Regions from separate parts of the Mus musculus genome. Here region 2 is linked to region 1. A link is a contact called in public HiChIP or PLAC-seq data. All regions are on one chromosome and are shown on one strand. Each heading gives the region's core, a stretch centred on a gene start, on an enhancer-like site or on the middle of the called end of the contact. The rest is flanking DNA. Distances are from core to core; before and after follow the strand shown. Region 1 overlaps Dhx57 (DEAH (Asp-Glu-Ala-Asp/His) box polypeptide 57). Region 2 has its middle 25 kb from the start of Sos1.

Region 1 (6,798 bases), core at 2,001-4,500:
CCAGGGCTTTCTCTTTGGGTCACTGCTCCAGAAAGACAAAGTACGTTTGGGCTTGGGCTGTAATCAGTTGGTATAGTCTGTATCAGTGTGTGGACTTGGGTGGGAGCCTTGGTTTTGCTCTCCAGCAATATAGAAACTAGATGTGCCGCCTTGTGCATGAGGTCCCAGCACTTGAGAGGGAGGCAAGAGGATCAAAAGTTCTCCGGCTAGCCTTAAAGAGAGGGGGAGAGACCGTGTGTGCACTTCTGTAGCCAGTATTTTCTGAGGGACTAAGTGAGAAAGGTCACCAAGGAAGCACCTTAGATGCGAACTCCTGTGCTTCTGAACTGGCCCAACACTCGCAAACCTCCAGGTGGGAGGTGGAATTAGTCTTCTGATCTTTACTTTTCTTTCAGGGGTGAGCAAGTCAGTCATCAAGACAATGTCTGTGATGGATTTTGAAAAGGTCAACCTTGAACTAATAGAGGCCTTGTTAGAGTGGATTGTAGACGGCAAGCACGCCTACCCTCCAGGTAACACTCCCTTCTCAGGCCCAGTGATGCACATATGGAACACGTGGTCCTTTACAAGCTACAAGTCTGCTCTTGAGTGGGTTGCCTCTATGTCCTCATTACAGGCCATCCTATCTGTGATTTTCTCCTCACATTTACTCTGCATAGCATGACAAGTACTTGACACTGTCTGAAACTATTTTGCTTCCTGACCCATCTCCTCTCAGTAGTATATAAACTTAAGAGCAAGGATTTTGCTGGGTAGAAGCAGAAGCAGGGAGATCTCTGAGTTTGAGGCCAGGCTTTTCTACAGATCGAGTTCCAGGACAGCCAGAGCTATGCAGACAGACCCTGTCTTGACAAACCAAAACAAAAAGAGCAGGGCTTTCTTGTTCTCCTGTATCTCTTAGCTCCTAGGAAAAGGCATGGAACATCTAAGTATAGAACTTTTTTAATTAAGACAGGGTCTCACTTTGAGGTTCTAGGTAACCTAGAACTCATTATGTAGACCAGGCTGGCCTTGAATTCACAAAAAGCCACCTGCCTCTGCCTTTTAAATGCTGGGATTAAAGGTGCACACCACCATGCCTAACTAAAAAAATTTTTGTTGAAGGGTTGGGTGCTGATTGAGTGGAATAATAGATCGATAAAAGACTTTATATGCTCACTACATAGTACTTAGGAGCAATGGTAATGGCTGCTCTCTCAGTTTAGACTTTACCTTCATGATGTTTTCTAAGGAAACTTGAAAGCCATGCAAATTACTAAGTTCCTTATTAATTCTTCTCTTGGCAAGTGGCCAGGTGTTGCTAATGCATTATCAATAGACTGGTGGCTTGGTTTCATTCCAAAGAAAAATATATTTTTAAAACAAACATTCCAGCCAGAAAGAAATTTTAGAAAATTACCAAAACTCACGAGGCATGGTGGCACATGCTTTTAATCCCAGCCCTTGGGAGGAAGAGGCAGACAGGTCTCTGAGTTCAAGGCCACCCTGGTGGACATAGCAACAGGCAGTTCCAGGTTAGCCAGGAATACACAGTGAGACCCTGCCTCACAAACAACAACAAAACAAACAAACAACAACAAAAGAATCAGTGATATATTTGTGAATATGAGAACTATTCCTGACAGGTGGCCAAGCCATGAGGGAGGAATAGATAACAATAAAGTAGACAAAAATAGACAATTTCCTATCTATCTATCTATCTATCTATCCATTGTCTTACCACTCTTAAGTTGTGTGTCAATTTAGTGCAAAGGAGCGTGGAATGGATCTGAGGCCAGAAAATGAAAGTCTGTATCAAGGCAGGCAGCTTGCCAGTGAAGGCCTAGCCAAGGGCTGAGGAGTGTCTCCTACTGATGCCCTTCCTATGTAGGGTGCTTGTGAAGGCCAAGTGAGGTAATGTGTGTGGAAAAAATAAAATTCCTGTGCTGTTTGGCCCTCCTCTGTTTTTGTGATGGTTTCGACTCCTTTCCTTGTTTCCTGAGGAGAGTGAGACATGACGGTAGGTAATGAGTTCAGGAGATGTGTTTTACATCCATGCTGCACAGCTGGCTGGCACAGGCACTCTGCTTCATGTGTGAGCCTGAGGGGACCTTAGTGAAGAGGTTATGTGCCTTCATGAATGAAGCACAAGAGGAAGCTGGGGATGGAGGCTCATGCCTGTAACCCAGTACATGGGCCATTGAGGCAGGAGACGCTACATAGGCTAAAGGACAGCCTGAACTACCAAGTGAGATTTGGTCTCAGCAATCTACAGAAGCAACTATTGGGGAAAGACTGCGGTTAGGACAGAAACATGCTATAATCTCTTATTGTTGCTTATTTTCTTTAATGGACAATATTGAAGGTCCTCAGTGATTAATAAGGCATGGCTAGTTAGTATACTGTCTCTTTCAAATGTGTCTAAACCTTAGATAACCAGATAAGGCCACCGTTATAGTTTCTGTTTCGTTTTGTTTTGTTTTTATCATAGCCAGTAAAATGTCTGATCTCATTAACAGAACAATCTTCTGGTCTAAAAGGTTACTTTCCTACAGTAGAAACAGATAACGATGGCCCGGTCCTGAAGTATGCTTAAGAGCTTAACTGGGTCTGATGTGTGCAAGGCATTTGCTTTGGTTCTCAGATGTTTTGGAACACACATGCACACACACGCACATACACAGAGCTTGGCTTGTGCTTCTTGTATAACTTAAGCATGCTTTTCTATACCTCAGTTTTCTATTGGAAAGGGGTAAGACTATTTTGTCCTTATTAAATCAGAGTATATACAAAAAATGTGATTTCATATTCATTTAAATACTGACGTTTTCCAAAGAAAAGCTGATAGTGAAAAGTTACCAGATTGTAGGTTTAAAAACAATCTTGTGACCTCTGTTAGCTTTCCTTGATCGTTCGTTCATTTGTTTGTTTGTTTGTTTATTCGTTCTTTATTCCCAGGCGCTGTCCTTGTGTTCTTACCAGGGCTGGCAGAAATCAAGATGCTTTATGAGCAGCTACAGTCTAACTCTCTTTTCAACAACAGACGCAGTCACCGGTAAGCCACTTGCTTTTTATCTGCAGTCATACACTGCAGCCATCGCTGGAGATGAAGAGCTGGAGGTCCCTACGGGCGGCCGGCCTCACCCTCCTTAGACTGTGATGTCACCTCGCAAGCATGCGATTGTTTATGCCAGCTAGAAAGGGGAGACCTCTGTGCTCCAGGAACTGTTCCTGCACTCCGTCAAGGACAGACATTTGTCTTCACTTATCATAGTGACTCAGCAGAGCTGCGTGCAGTTTCAGTTGTCCGATTTCTGAGGAGGGAGAGCTGGAGCAAGCCAGCATTAATTCTAACAAAGAAAGGCTGCCGTTTTGAGAGATCACTGGATGTGCCGTCACATAGGAGGGCAAAGCTAGCTAACAACTTAGCAATGACTGCCCTAGCTTGCATCACACTTCGCCCCCCTTTCCCTGGACTTAAGGCAAAAGAATATTCTTGGCTGGTTAGTTTGTTTTAGTCTCGTTACTTATAAAATATCATTCATTTATTCCTCTTGGTGGTTTACTACTGAATAACCCCAGAACGCTTCCCAGGTCGGTACAAGGTTTTTGTTTCTGGAAGACTGTATTTTATGAGAACAGAAGGAGCCCGCATACCTTGAAGAGCTAAGCCTTGAAAGCTGTGCTCAAAGCTGACAGATGCTGTCTTGGGATTTCCATTGATGAGAAGAGACACCATGACCATGGCAGCTCTTATGAGGGACAAGAGTTGACTAGGGCTAGCTTACAGGTTTAGAGGTTCAGTCAATTATCGTCATGGTAGGAAGCATGGCAGCCCCAGGCAGACAGGGTGCTGAGAAAGAGTTGAGAGTTCTATATCTTCACCCAAAGACAGCAGGAGGAAATGTGTCTAGCTCTCACTGGCCTGACTTAAGTATACAAATGAGACCTCAAAGCCCCACCTCCACAGTGACAGACTTCCTCTAACAAAGCTACACCTCCAATAAGGCCACACCCCCTAATAGTGCCACTTCCCATGGGCCAAGCATATTCAAACCGCCACAACTCTTGAAGTCATTTAATTAATTTCAGTAGAACTGTACCCAGCAAGGTCGGTCAGTCTCAAAGGCTCATGCCCGAGTCCTTACTGTGCTGCACTTCCTTTTAGATGTGTAATTCACCCGCTGCACTCATCATTATCCAGCGAAGAGCAGCAGGCGGTGTTTGTGAAACCTCCAATGGGTGTAACTAAGATTATCATTTCCACCAACATTGCTGAGACGTCTATAACCATTGATGATGTTGTGTATGTCATCGATTCTGGGAAGATGAAAGAAAAGAGGTAGGTGAAGTAACAGAGGGACTAACCTCTTTTAGGATAACACGGCTCTTAATGGTTACTGCCACGGTGCTCTAAAGGAATATTGTATGTGGTTCCATGGCCAGCGTCATGAATGTGAAAGTCAAACACGGATGCACAATCACAAGCAATGGATTCATTTTCCCAGGTGACTTTTCCATGAGCTTGGATGAGAAGGAAATGGCTAAAGCAAGTGTGTGTGGTGTCTGACGGACCTAAGTCATCACAGCAGTAATTACACCATGGTCCCACAGTAGACCGGACCTAAGTCATCACAGCAGTAATTACACCACGGTCCCACAGTAGACCAGACTGTACAGCTCAGGAATAAGGTGGAAGATCACTTGTCTGTGCCCCGTCGTCTTGACAACATTCTTAAATGTAGCTCAGTAAAGCACTTGCAGGAACTATGCTCAATCCCCAGAACCACACTTAAGAAGGAAGGAAGAGCCGGGCAGTGGTGGCGCACGCCTTTGATCTCAGTGCTCAGGAGGCAGAGGCAGGTGGATCTCTGTGAGTTGGAGGACAGCCAAGGCTACACACAGAAACCATGTCTCAAAAGGAAGGCGGGGAGGGAGGGGGAAGCTGGGAAAGAGGGAGAGGGGAAGGGGAGAGAGAGGGAGAGAATGAAAGAAAGAGAAAGAAGAGAAAAGAAAGAAAGAGGGGAGAGAAGGAGGGATTGAAGGAAGAAAAGAGAAGAGAAAAAAGAAAAAGAAAAGAAAAGAAAAAAGCTAGAGGTGGCACCATGCACTTGTATCATCCGTTCTGGGGAAGGAGAGACAGGAGAATCACTGATGTTCACTGGTCAGCCAGCCTACCCCACTGGGCGAGTCCCAGGCCTGTAAGAGGGACCTTGTCTCAGAGAGAAAGACTAATGGAGGGGGTGGAGAGAGATAGTGTCTGAAGAATTACTCATGCACACAGAATCACTCAAGCTTGCATTTCCTTTTCCTTTCCAGATACGACGCAGGCAAAGGAATGGAAAGTCTAGAGGACACGTTCGTGTCTCAGGCCAACGCTCTGCAGAGGAAAGGCCGAGCTGGCCGAGTCGCATCAGGGGTCTGCTTCCACTTGTTCACGAGCCACCACTACAACCACCAGCTTCTGAAGCAGCAGCTCCCAGAAATCCAGCGAGTGCCCCTGGAGCAGCTGTGCCTCAGGTTATGTCCCAGTGGGCCCCCCTCTGCTTGCCTGGGCCCCGCTCCTCCTCCTATTTAAGTTTCATGATCTTTTTCCTAGCAGGACATTGTGCTGAGAGTAGAGTGCATGAAGTCACCATTTGCAGAAAGCACATCAGTGTGGCCCCCTCCTCCCATGTAACTCTGCACACAGAGACTTTCACATCCTCAAGAAGACATTTCTAAATTAGGAAAGTAACTTGACTTGCCAGGGACTTCCTGCCAGAGGACACAAGTATCACAGTATGCCAGGGAAAAATCTACAGCCTCATTATCAGTTAGAGAAAAGTAAACAAAACTTACAACACCATTGTTAGCTAATGAACAAATGTCATAAAATGGGATTTAGTAAGTAGTTGAACAGATTCAATATTATATGAGCTAAAGAATTTTTAATTCAATGTTTATGAAAAATTGCTTGATGATATAAGAATTGCAAAATATCCATACTCTTTTATCCAGTTGTTAACTTAAAAAGGGAAATAAAATAACCAAGGCTACAGTAAGGCTTAGTTGTATAGAGCTCTTTTTAAGTGCTATGCACGGTGGTCAAGCCCTCTGCCCCGTGCTCTAATCCACTCTGGCTCCTGCCAGCGTAGTTCATCATTTATTCCTTCTTACAGTTTCACTACATTCGTCACTGTCAGGGCATGGCTACAGGGAAATGCCTCAAGAGAGAAAGCCAAGCACCAAATACATGTACTTTAATGACAGACAGCTGTCTTATTTGAGCTGATAACACCAAAAGAGACTCTAAAACCAGGTGGTGGAGGCGCACACCTTTGATCCCAGCACTCGGGAGGCAGAGGCAGGTGGATTGGGTTTCTTTATATAGCCCTGGCTGTCCTGGAACTCACTCTGTAGACCAGGCTGGCCTTGAACTCAGAAATCCTCCTGCCTCTGCCTCCCGAGTGCTGAGATTAAAGGCGTGTGCCACCAGGTCCGGCTTGGATTCCCACACCCTTACCTATACTTCGTTCACCATCAGAACTGCCTGTCATAATCCGAACCCACTGTTAAGAGAAAAAGGCCACTTTGAAAGTTTGTTAAAAGAATTTTTAATATGGGTAGGTAAACTTTAAGTGTCTCTGTAGTTTATTGCTAAGAAAACTAGAGGACAAGATTTTAAAGGCTTTTCTTAAAGCAACCCTGCAGCTGGGTATGGTGATCCTTGTCTGTAGTCTTGGAATTGAGGAAGCTCCTTCCACTTGTCTCAAAGCCATGCTGTGCTGTGTGGCTTAGAAAGGTACTCAGGAGGAGCTGGAGAGAGGCCTAAGAGCA
Region 2 (6,798 bases), core at 2,449-4,948, 250 kb before region 1:
GCACTTCTTGGCATCAGCAATACTGTCTGGATTTGGTATCTGCATGTGGGATGAATCCCCAGGTGGGGCAGTCTTTGGATGGCCTTTCCTTCGGTCTCTGCTCTACTCTTGGTCTCTGTATTTCCTTTAGACAGGAACAATTCTAGGTTAATATTTTGGAGATTGGTTGGTTGCCCCATCCCTCAACCAGGGGAACTATGCCTGACCTCTGGATATGGTCTTGACAGGTTCTCCCTCCCCTTTGTGGGATATTTCAGTTAATGTCATCCCTATGACGTCCTGGGAGGCTCTCGCTTTCCTGGCAACTGGGACTTTCTGGTTGCTACCCCACAGTTCCCCATCCCCCACTGCTACACACCCCTCTGTACCTCTCCTTCATCTCCTCCCACACCTGATCCTGCTTTCCTCTTTTTCCTCTCCTCCTCCTCTCTTCCTCCCAGGTCCCTTCCACCCTCTACTTCCCTTGATTATATTGTTCCCCCTTCTAAGTAGGACTGAAGCATCCACACTTCGGTCTTCCTTATTTTTGAGCTTCATGTGGTTCATGTGTATTGTGAGTATTCCACATTCTTTGCCTAAAATCCACTTAACAGTGAGTACATGCCATGTCTGTTCTTTTGTAACTGGGTTTCCTCACTCAGGATGATATTTTCTAGATCCATCCGTTTGCCTGCATATTTCATGAAGTCGTCGTTTTTAATAGCTGAGTAGTATTCCATTGTGTAAATGTATCACATTTTCTGTGTCCCTTCCTCTGTTGAGGGACATCTGGGTTGTTTCCAGCTTCTGGCTATTATAACTATGCCTGGGCTGGCATTTGTGTTCTCTTAGGGTCTGTGTGACATCTGCCCAGGATCTTCTGGCTTTCATAGTCTCTGGTGAGAAGTCTGGTGTAATTCTGATAGGTCTGTCTTTATATGTTACTTGATCCTTTTCCCTTACTGCTTTTAATATTCTTTCTTTGTTTTATAATTATTTGATTATTATGTAATGGGAGGAATTTTTCTTCTGGTTCAATCTATTTGGAGTTCTGTAGGCTTCTTGTATGTTCATGGGCATCTCTTTCTTTAGGTTAGGGAAGTTTTCTTCTATAATTTTGTTTGAAGATATTTACTGGCCCTTTAAGTTGGGAATCTTCGCTCTCTTCTATACCTATTATCCTTAGGTTTGGTCTTCTCATTGTGTCCTGGATTTCCTGGGTGGTTTTTGTTAGGAGCTTTTTGCATTTTCTTTGACTGTTGTACAATGTTTTTTATGTATCTTCTGAACCTTAGATGCAGTATGGGGGTGGAGAACTGTGGCACAGGGTCAGCTCCAGGGTGCATATGGAAACTGGAAGGATCCTGTCCCTGGCTGTTCCTTGGTTCCTGTGTCCTGATGGTTCAGGGTGGGTCCCTCTTGGGCCAGGAATTTGAGCAGAAGCGGTGATCTTACCTGTACTCTCAGGTGTGTCAGCACTCCTGGGAGACCAGCTCTCTCCTGGCCGGATTTGGGTATGAAGAGCTATGGCACAGGGTCAGCTCTGGGGCGCAGATGGAAACCAGAAGGATCCTGTCCTTCCCAACCCATTTTAAATATGTCTGGTTAAAAGTTTAAAAATCGATCAACTAAAAATTCACGCTAAAAATTAATTAGTTGGTCTCACAAAAATAATTTTGTTTTAGCTAAGAATGTTCCAAGAAAATGTACAATCAATGACAGGATTAAAATGAGTAATATGATTTGATAATCTTATTCAATAATAAATCCATAGATGTTCTCCTGCTCTGCTAGCATAGGTATGTACCACCAGCCGAATCCCCTCCTTCCCTTTCTCCTTCCCATCTTTCTCTTTTATTGTTTAGCATTAACAACCTTCACAACAGCAGTCCTCAACCTTCCTAATGCTGTGACCCTTGAATACAGTTCTTCATGTTGCAGTGGCCCCAAACCATAAAATTATTTTGTTGCTACTTCATAAATGTAATTTTGCTACTGCTATGAATCATAGTGTAAATATCTGATATGCAGGATGTCTGATATGAGACCTCCAAAGGGGTAGTGACTCACAGGTTGAGAACCACTGCTCTACAAGAACATGTTTTTAAACTTTATGCATGTGCACATGTGTGTGTGTACAGGTGTGTACATAGGAGTATATATAGGTGTGCAACAGCCCCAGGATGTTTTTTACAAGTAGGTACATTTTACCCATAGTGGCCATATCTCCGGGGCTCGCATGTGGCCAATGGCCTCTGTATAGACAACACAGCTCTAGGGAGTTGGACTTTAAATGGGATTTGTCTTCCTTATTTCCAGTGTCATTCCTAACATGTGTAGTTTCTATGGGAATAGTGTATTGAGAACAAACAGTCATAGAATCTTTTACCAACAGTCTTTCAAACCCACAGGTCAGAAAGAACACCATCAGTGAAGATCAGCGTTCTGTGGGGTTCTGTTGAAAATAGGCTGGAGATTTGGGGGGTTTTGCTACTTCAAAATCCTTCATCTGTTTTCTTAGTTGGATGCAGTCTGAAGGAATCTTGAAGCAGATGAAATAAGTCGCTAAGACCTTAGAAGTAGACTGTCACCAGCACTGTGCTCTCCCAACCCACTTGGATGTCACTTCTCAGAAACTGAGCCAACTGCTCCATCATAGCCCTGCCGCCGAGAGTTGGCCACCCAGACAGCCATGCTGTGCCTACCCCACCATCGCCCCTCCCAGGGCCCCCTCTGCTCTGACCTAAGCTGAGTAAGTTGTTAACCCGGGAGAATATGAGGACGGGTAGTCATCAGGTTCCGGTTCTCATCAAGGGGAGGCTGCTAGCTTTACCCAGTCTTCTTCCTCCCTTTTGGCTTGAATAGGGACGACTAAATTAACCTCGGAGGGCGCCCATCACTAAGCTCCCTCCGCTGAGGATGTAGCTCAGGGGTGGCGTGCTTACCTAACATGTGTGGGTCCATCACTTCTACCACCAGTGCTACAAATGAACATTGAACATACGGGACCCATGAATGTTTATGGATGCCCACTCATCTAGACCTTTTACCTTGGACTGTTGGTTACATGACAGAGAAGAAAACATCCACGTAGCTCGAATGCCTGGATTTGGGAGTCTCCAAGGGATAAATATTTTTACTCTGATTCAATTACTTCAGCTACTCAGCATTGACCACCATTTCCTTAGGTACACGGCTACAGCTGTTTGAAAGCTCCTTAATGTGTCATGAGACTTGAATACCAAGCCAGACATCGGTGAGTCACTCTGGGAAAGCTGGGAAAGGAAGGAAATCAGGCGGAGGCCTGTATTAGCAAGGAAGTGTTAGCCTCCTCACCAGCGTTATCTCTCCACTGCTCACCTGCTTCATCTGCCCAGGGCTTCAGCCTGTAAGAAAACCCTTTGGGCTATTGTTTATCTGATGGCTGGTCTACTTTGCTTTCTGTTGCCATGATAAACACAGCAACCAAAAGCAACTAAAGAGGGCAGGGTTTGTTTCTGTTTACACTTTCACAGTCCACCACTAAGGAAAATCATAGCAGGACCTGAAAGAGAAATGACAAAGGAATGCCACTTACTGAATGCTCTCACTCTCAGCTATCTAGCTTACACAGCCAAGAACCACCTGCCTAGGGATGGCACCGCCCACAGTGGACTGAGCCCTCTCACACCAATTAGCAATCAAGAAAATGCCCCACAGACACGTCATAGGGCAATCTGATCTAAGCAATCCCACACTTGGCAACTCTGTCAGATAACTGTGTCAAGTTGACAGCTGACGCTAACTAGGACAATGGCCGATAGTGGGAATGTTAATTTCCTTTATCAGAATTTTGTCTGCCTGGGCCTTGTTGGAGTTTGACTGCAGAGCTTTGCATATTGCTAGGCAAGAGTTCTACTTAGCTGAAGTAAATAATTTCCTTTCTTTTTCTGAGGACAACCTGTAAACGTTGGTTCTCTCCACCACATGGCTCCCAGGGATTGAACCTTGGTCCTCAGGCTTGGCAGCAAGGACCTTTATCTGCTGGTCCACCTTGCCAGCCCAGAAAATCTTGTTTGTACACAGAATGCTAGAAACAAATGACAAAAATATTTTCAACATCTGAGTCATTTGGCTATAACAGATGCCACGCATGAGGCACCAAGAGCAAGTGTTAGCTCAGAGCAAGCTCAGTTCTTTTTTTTTTTTTTTTAAGATTTGTTTATTGTTATATGTAAGTACACTGTAGCTGTCTTCAGACACACCAGAAGAGGGGATCAGATCTCATTACAGGTGGTTATGAGCCACCATGTGGTTGCTGGGATTTGAACTCAGGACCTTCGGAAGAGCAGTCAGTGCTCTTACCCTCTGAGCCATCTCTCCAGCCCGCAAGCTCAGTTCTTACCAGGCTCTCTCCACCACACTTTTCAAACTTCCTAAGAGCTAGTCCCTCACCACTACTTATTGCATTACATTAATGACACTTCATGACTACATCATGACTATTTCCTTTTCCTGGATTCTGAAAACAGTTATCCTCACTTGGAGTATAAAATGGCATTCTGAGTGGCTGATGGTAAGCTCTTTGTTTTAGTTTCTTTTCTGGTCTTGTGATTAAAAACACTCTGATCTCAAGAAACTTTGGGGAGGAAAGGGCTTATTCAGCTTACAATTCCGGGTCGTAGTCTATCACTGAGGGAAGTCAGCAGGCCCCGCTAAGCAGGAACTTGAAGGCAGGCACGGTTCTATTCCATGCTGACCTAGGAATTGACTTTATAGCCAAAGAAATATAGAGCAAGAACCATGGAAGATGCTGCTGGCTGTCTCACAGCCCAGCTTATACCCGCTAGCTTTACTACACAGTTTAGGACCACATGTAGGGATGGCTGGGCCCTGCAGTGTGCTAGGTCCTTCTGCATGAATCAACCAACTGAAGGCAGTCCCTTACAGACACAACCACAGGGCCAATCTTACCTAGGCAACTCTCCAGTTGACTCTAGGCTGTGTCAAGTTGACAGTTAAAACTAACCAGGTCACTGTGCATAACCCTTTGCACATCTGTCTGTGGTATATGTGTATGTATGGAGTTTGTATAGGTGTCCAGGTGTCCAGGTGTCCAGGTGTCCAGGTGTCCAGGTGTCCAGGTGTCCAGGAGTCCAGGTGTCCAGGTGTACAGGTGTGCTCTCCCACCTGTATGTGTATAGAAGGTAAAGGTCACCGTGGGGTATCTTCCACGATCTCTTTCTACATTGTTTTTGGAGACAGGGGAATCTCCCTGAACCTGGAGCTTACGTGGCTTTTTATGTGGATTCTAGGGATCTGAACCCAAGTTCCCATGCTTGCAAGGCAAGAACATTCTTGCCTGAGCCATTTCTCCAGCTGAATTCTTACATTAAGTTTCTGTGTTTCTCGTGGCTCAGCCCTGCCCTAAACTACCTGTGAGGCTAACATTCCCAATGGATTAAAACTGTATTCCAAATGGATTTTTAAGGTTAGTAAAATTAAATCCTTTATTTTCTCTGTGGTGCTAGGATTTAGCCAGGTGAATCCAGGGCCTTGCACAGACCATGTGAGCCCTCAGCCATGGAGCTATAGCCCCAGCTGGAATACTTTCACTTCTACTTTTTTCTTTGTTAATATTTTGTCTTTTTGTTTTTGTTTTTGTTTTTGTTTGTTTGTTTGTTTGTTTTTTGAGACAGGGTTTCTCTGTGTAGCCCTGGCTGTCCTGGAACTCACTTTGTAGACCAGGCTGGCCTCGAACTCAGAAATCCACCTGCCTCTGCCTCCCAAGTGCTGGGATTAAAGGCGTGCGCCACAACACCCGGCTTTTTCTTTTTTCTTTTTCTTTTATTTCTGTCTCTCTTTTTTCCTCATAACATAACAGAAGGGGGAAATACTATTATAAATAAATAATGACTTTTAAATTTAATTATTTTTGTTTTTGTTTTGAGAGAATCTCTCTCTATGTACCCCTCCTTTCTTCAACCACCTCCCAAGAACTGATATGATGGGAAGGGTGGCTCATAATCAAATGTTATTAAAAAACAAATGAGTGAACTTGGACAACATTCTTCTAAGTGAGAGCGGCCAGGTATAACAACCAAGAACACACGGCTCTGTCTGTGTGCTGTCTAGAATAGCCAAAGTTCCAGCAAGAGCAGAAGAATGGTTTTCAGAGACTGGGAGGCCTGTGGAGGGAGGGAAGTTATCGTTTGATAAGGACAGTTCACATTCAGGCCAACAAGAACACTCTGGGACTGGACAATGGTGATAGCCACACAAAACCGTGAATACCTAACTCTGTTCGATTCCATTTGGGCGGTGCGTACCTGCAAACCAAGCATTTGGGAGACTGAGGCAGGAGCCACTGTGAGCTACCCAGTGACATCAAGGCTATCCTGGGCTATATGATGAGCTCCCATCTCAAACAAGACAAAATAAAACAAAACCCCAAGACAAAAACAGCTAAAAGCTGCTTAAATGGAAGTCAGCACGGTGTGCATGGGTAGAATTACACAGCATGCATGCAGAGGGCCAAGGCAGGAAGACTGAGTTTGGAGTTGAGTCTGTGCTATATAGTGTGAGATCCATACCCAATAAAATTGCTCGATGGGCATTTGGTTTGGTTTGGTTTGTTTGTCTTTTACCACAATTTTAAAAGGGGGAAAAAAAGGTATTTTGATGATTTTGTAATCCCAGCATTCACTTGGGGAATTAAAGCAAGTTCAAAGTTGTCATGGATTTCAGAGTGACACCTTGTCTCAACACACACACACACACACACACACACACACACACACACACACCAAACAAAAAGCCCCACAGAACAAACCAAAATTT

Evidence for each region. HiChIP or PLAC-seq counts read pairs in DNA pulled down with a chosen protein or histone mark.
Region 2: a contact with region 1 is called in an HNF4G HiChIP or PLAC-seq map of pancreatic cancer cells. The contact joins two enhancer-like sites. A contact is called at or near these places in 2 of 115 datasets of contacts at active chromatin or transcription factors (embryonic stem cells and pancreatic cancer cells) and 1 of 9 other capture datasets (liver).

The regions. Positions count from the first base shown.
Region 1 is chr17:80,251,788-80,258,585 of GRCm38.p6, reverse strand. Dhx57 (DEAH (Asp-Glu-Ala-Asp/His) box polypeptide 57) reads left to right here. Exons shown (of 24, transcript NM_001163759.1): 13 at 396-512; 14 at 2,938-3,034; 15 at 4,148-4,321; 16 at 5,299-5,499. Among named protein-coding and RNA genes, the nearest start is that of Gm52289, 23 kb to the right of the region's middle. Within about 2 kb of position 3,250, at least 144 of the 459 cell types and tissues checked have an H3K27ac peak or open chromatin away from gene starts, as enhancers often do. A contact at or near this core is called in pancreatic cancer cells, where this site is marked.
Region 2 is chr17:80,502,416-80,509,213 of GRCm38.p6, reverse strand. No RefSeq gene overlaps it. Among named protein-coding and RNA genes, the nearest start is that of Sos1, 25 kb to the right of the region's middle. Within about 2 kb of position 3,698, at least 27 of the 459 cell types and tissues checked have an H3K27ac peak or open chromatin away from gene starts, as enhancers often do. A contact at or near this core is called in pancreatic cancer cells, where this site is marked.